Linked DNA regions of Capra hircus: region 2 is linked to region 1. A link is a contact called in public Hi-C data. All regions are on one chromosome and are shown on one strand. Each heading gives the region's core, a stretch centred on a gene start, on an enhancer-like site or on the middle of the called end of the contact. The rest is flanking DNA. Distances are from core to core; before and after follow the strand shown. Region 1 overlaps ZFAT (zinc finger protein ZFAT). Region 2 has its middle 74 kb from the start of MIR30D.

The links. Hi-C and Micro-C count contacts between places; a contact is called where the count stands out from the background.
Region 2: a Hi-C map of blood shows a contact between it and region 1, with 6 times the contacts expected there. The contact joins two enhancer-like sites. A contact is called at or near these places in 3 of 5 Hi-C or Micro-C datasets (blood and liver).

The regions. Positions count from the first base shown.
Region 1 is chr14:74,858,084-74,860,745 of ARS1.2, reverse strand. All of the region lies in intron 1 of ZFAT (zinc finger protein ZFAT), which reads left to right. Among named protein-coding and RNA genes, the nearest start is that of ZFAT, 13 kb to the left of the region's middle. Within about 2 kb of position 1,330, at least 4 of the 5 cell types and tissues checked have an H3K27ac peak or open chromatin away from gene starts, as enhancers often do.
Region 2 is chr14:75,018,837-75,021,498 of ARS1.2, reverse strand. No RefSeq gene overlaps it. Among named protein-coding and RNA genes, the nearest start is that of MIR30D, 74 kb to the right of the region's middle. Within about 2 kb of position 1,343, at least 2 of the 5 cell types and tissues checked have an H3K27ac peak or open chromatin away from gene starts, as enhancers often do.

The DNA of each region.
Region 1 (2,662 bases), core at 81-2,580:
GTTCGTCATGGGAGAGGCCCTTCTAGCCACACAGAAGTAGCCACGGTGGGGTCTGAGCCCAAAGCCTCTGTCCCAAGGCCCAGTGCCAAAGCCGGCGCCAGGCGGCCCATCACCTTCCAAAGTTAAGACTGACGGTGCCCGCCCCCCCCCCCCCCCCCGCAAAGGAACCCAAATAAACTAAAACAACAAAACCCTTGGACCAGAAACTCAGAGGCCTGGTGGGGGAGCCCACAGAAACACTAAGATGGGCGAGCACTTTGCACACCTTGTTTATCCCATGGAAATGGCCCTGGAGATGTGGTGGTTGGCCTGGGAGTTCCGGGGCCACCTGGGTGACTTGCGTAAGGGAAGTGGTGATGTCAGGGGTCCCCGTGGGGGCTCCTACCTCCTTGGAGCCTCCCCCACATCTGCTGGGGCGGGCATAGTGCTGCCACTTAGATAACTGGGTAACGGGGATGCGGTTCCTGTTTACATCAAATTATTTGTGGTGCTTTCCCACGGAAAGGGCCCTAGGGCTGCTCTTCAGCTGTGATTATGGTAAATGTGAGTAGACTCTATTGCCCAGGGCTCTCACTTTGAGAGTGCTTAAAAATAACTTAAAAAAAATTATGCCAAGTTTCAACGTGGAAGAAATGCGTATGCATAAAATTATAATGCCACTGTTTGGCCCAGGCTTAATTATAGCTGATACTGAGCATTTCTCATTTTATTTCGTTAATCCAGTTTCAACAAAGGAACACCCAGGGGCTTTCTCCTTTGCGTCTAATAGAAATGTTAACTTTGTGGGCTATGGAAGTTGGCGTGCTCATCAGCATTTCATGAGCTGCATGGTAATAATACCACAAATGAGGGCATGCATTTATTGGAACTTCCGCCCACTGAGTCTCAGAGCTGGGGGGCGGGGATCTTGGGGGTGGAGGTGGCAGGCGAGAGGGCAGGTGCCTTTTGGGCCCCTCCAGGCGTGGGAGCAGCGGGCGCTGGCTAGGGCTGCCGGCACACCCTGGGTTCCGTCCAGGTGGCTCTGTCTGTCTCTCTGTAAATTAGCCTCTGAGTGAAGTTCCATTCTAAGCCATTCGAAGGCCACTTCTCATTGGGGCCTCGAGAGGCTCAGAGACTTAGGCAGACTCCCCCGCCACCGTGGAGGTGGGGAGCGGGGGACCCAGGTCCTGACTCAGGTGGGCGCCCTTCCTGTTGCTTCGGTTGCGGCGGTGCCTCGGAGGGGTCAGTCGGCGAGCTGGGAGCGCCCTGCTGCTCCAGCAGACACCCAGCAGGTGTGGGCATGGAGGCCCAGGAGGCCGGGACCGCGTGCCGGGGCGCAGGGCTGCGGGGCCCAGGGGGGTTCACGGCCAGGTCTGGGCCTCTCAGCTCACTGTGTGCTCACCCGCTGTTGGTGACCTCGGAGTCCCCTCCCTGGGCTCAGTTTACTTGTTTACAAGTGGGGAGAGCCGCCCCTCCCTCACTGGGTTAATGTGAAAATGAAGTGGGTGGCGGACCAAGGATGGCACCTGGTGGAGTTAGGACTCGGGAATGTTCTCCGTATTTTCATGAGGGTCTGTCTACCCCATCTTGGGAATGGCTTCATCCCAGGAATGGGGGGGTGTAGTGCTCAGACTGGCCACCAGAGGGTGCTGCTGGCGCGTGTATGATTCGCACTCTGGCCTGAAGGCCCTGGGTTTACTCTGTGCTGGTAATCGTGTTTTTTTTTTTTTTTTTTTGCCAAGGAAAGCTGGTCCACTGTACGTGGTGGTTCTCTGTTCCCTGCTTCAGACCTGCTGCCAAGCTGTGTGGAGGCATGTTTATTAAATGTGTGTTCTGGTGGGTTGGTGGCCCTGCATCTGGCATTCTCATTTCCCAGCTTACTGCTCCCTGAAGGGAGTTGCTGTTGTAAATTGCACAAAATAAACACACAGAGAGTAAAGTTTCCTTTTTGGTGTAGCTCCTCTTAGTTGTGATTACTTGTTAGAAATGCCTCTGTAGCCACGAAGCTGGGTATAGGGTGGGACCCAAGGCTTCTTGTATTCCTCACAGGGTCCCACTGGCCCGGACCTGTGTTTCTACCTGAGTTTTTTAAGTTCGTTAGATGTGGACCGAGTAGTTTCGAAAACAGACAGGCCTGAACTTGGTCTGCTGGGCAGGTTGCAGCTGCTTCGTCTGTAACATGGCGAGTAATGCCTTTGTGGCCAGCTCGTCAGGGCCGCTGTGTACAGCTGTGCAGGTTGCGCACTGCATGAGGGTAGCATATCTGAGGGCGTCACTTCACGCCATGGATTCGTCTGTTCATTATGACAGTTCTTTGCAAGTGGTAGTCAAGTATCTTGTTCTCACAGAATCAATATGTTATAACCACTTTCTGACAGAGGGAGCGAATGTCTTCAGGAAATGGCGCCCTTTTTTCTTTCTCACAGAGGTGCCTAGCGGGCTGGCAGGCACCCTGCTCCTCAGGATGAGAGGTGACCGGGAGTGTGGCCCTCAGGGGAGGTTTGTCACTTCCCTTGAAAGCAGAGTTTGAAGTGCTCTCATGGAGGTGAGCCCAGAGGCAGGGCCCCCAGGCAAGTGTGTTTGTTGGGGGTGCCGAGTGGGGATACGGGGCCTTCCAGGGGAAGAGCAGGGGTTGTCGGGAGTCCAGCCTCCCAGGCTGCGTCTCCATCGGAACCTGGGAATG
Region 2 (2,662 bases), core at 94-2,593, 160 kb before region 1:
ACATTTGTTTAAGGGAAAAAAAAGCTTAATCTGGTTCTTTTTTTAAAAAATAAACCATGTGGCATCTTAACTTGCTTGTTCTCCTCCTTCTTCTCCAGCTCCATAATAGTCTTGACAACCACAACCCTAAGTCACAGTGGAACCCAGCAGCCCATATGCCAATGGAGCGGGGCAGAGAACTATACATCAATGAGAATTTTTAAACATAAGTAAAAAAAGAAGTGTCTATACCCTTTTGTGTAAATAGTGTTACACACACCCCTCTTGAAGGTACAAGTGGCCACATTTGGTTTGGTCCTAATTCATGTTCATCCCCGCTCTCAAACACAGAGATTCACTTTGATTCTCCACCTTCCAGAAGCTTCTGTTGTGCCTGGGAAGACAGAGAAAGGCTCACAGGTACCTCAAATGCAGGGCAAGTTGAAAAACCCAGCATATCGTTTCTCAACCAGTAAGTAAAAAATGCATGGATGAGTAATAAGGATGGGGTAGGCAAAAGCAGAGACATTACTTTGCCGACAAAGATCCGTCTAGTCAAGGCTATGGTTTTTCCAGTGGTCATGTATGGACGTGAGAACTGGACGATAAAGAAAGCTGAGTGCCGAAGAATTGATGCTTTTGAACTGTGATGTTGGAGAAAACTCTGAGAGTCCCTGGGACTGCAAGGAGATCCAACCAGTCCATCCTAAAGGAGATCAGTCCTGAATATTCATTGGAAGGACTGATGTTGAAGGTGAAGCTCCAATACTCAGGCCACCTGATGCGAAGAACGGACTCGTTGGAAAAGACCCTGATGCTGGGAAAGATTGAAGGCGGGAGGAGAAGGGGACGACAGAGGATGAGATGGTAGGATGGCATCACCAACTCGATGAGCATGAGTCTGAGTAAGCTCTGGGAGTTGGTGAAGGGCAAGAAGCCTGGCATGCTGCAGTCCATGGGGTCACAAAGAGTTGGACACGACTGAGCAACTGAACTGAACTGAACTGAGGTAGAAGTTATTGCCAATGTAAATATAGGAGACATAATGAAAGAGACGATGCTGGCCAGGTCTGCAAATGGTGGGTGCATGAGTTTGAAGCACAATAAATACATTTATTACTAAGCAAACAGAGTAGAGAACAATCCGACGTTTTCCTCTGAGACCAGCAGGTTTGTCATTTCACTTTGCACCACCAGAGGGCACTGTAACACTCATTGGGATTTATGGAAGAAAGTTGGTTTTGGTTTTTCTTTACCAGGTCCAGTTGTCAGCAAGGTCTTTGTAAGTTTATAGCTGCTGGGAAACTTGGCTAGTTCTGAGCATTGCTAATGCCCCTCCCCAGAAGAAGGTGTTAGCTGAAATGTGAGGCTGTAACATTTGTAGGAAGGGATAACAGGATTTTTTTCCAAATTTGACCTCAACATGCTCCCTAGTGTGTGCGTGCTCCGTCGGTCTGACTCTGTGTGGCCCCGCGGACCGTAGCCCACCAGGCTCCTCTGTCCATGGGATTCTGCAGGCAAGATACTTGAGTGGGTAGCCGTTTCTTCCCTAGGGGATCTTCCCGCCCAGGGATCGAGCCTGCATCTCCTGTGTCTCCTGCATTGCGGGCAGATTCTTCACTGCTGAGCCGCCAGGGAAGCCGAGAGGATCCAGAACACCAGGGCCAAGCACCTTCTTCTTTCTGCTGAGATGGCCCTCCCCCAACCCTTTCTCCTCCTCATCTCCAAGGACCCCCTTCTCTCTGAGTCCCCAACATCTGACAAACATAGTGCTTCTGTTAGTATTGATTCCACTGGATTCTAAGGATTAGTGTTATTTTAATTAAGGTTTCTTAACAGTCAGAGAGATTCAAGGGACTAGATCTGGTAGATAGAGTACCTGAAGAACTATGGACGGAGGTTTGAGACATTGTACAAGAGCCAATGATCAAGACCATCCCCAAGAAAAAGAAATGCAAAAAGGCAAAATGGCTGTCTGAGGAGTCCTTACAAATAGCTGAGAAAAGAAGAGAAGCGAAAGGCAAAGTAGAAAAGGAAAGATATACCCATTTGAATGCAGAGTTCCAAAGAATAGCAAGGAGAGATAAGAAAGCCTTCCTCAGCGACCAATGCAAAGAAATAGAGGAAAACAACAGAATGGGAAAAATTAGAGATCTCTTCAAGAAAATTAGAGATACCAAGGGGACATTTCATGCAAAGATGGGCTCAATCTGAAGGACAGAAATGGTATGGACCTAACAGAAGTAGAAGATATTAAGAAGAGATGGCAAGAATACACAGAAGAACTATACAAAAAAAGATTTTCATGACCCAGATAACCACAATGGTGTGATCACTCACCTAGAGCCAGATATACTGGAATGTGAAATCAAGTGGGCCTTAGGAAGCATCACTACAAAAAACCTAGAGGAGGTGATGGAATTCCAGTTGAGCTATTTCAAATCCTAAAAGATGATGCTATGAAAGTGTTGCACTCAATATGCCAGCAAATTTGGAAAACTCAGCAGTGGCCACAGAACTGGAAAAGGTCAGTTTTCATTCCAATCCCAAAGAAAGGCAATGCCAAAGAATGTTCAAACTACCACACAATTGCACTCATCTCACACACTAGCAAAGTAATACTCAAAATTCTCCAAGCCAGGCTTCAACAGTACATGAACCATGAACTTCCAGATGTTCAAGC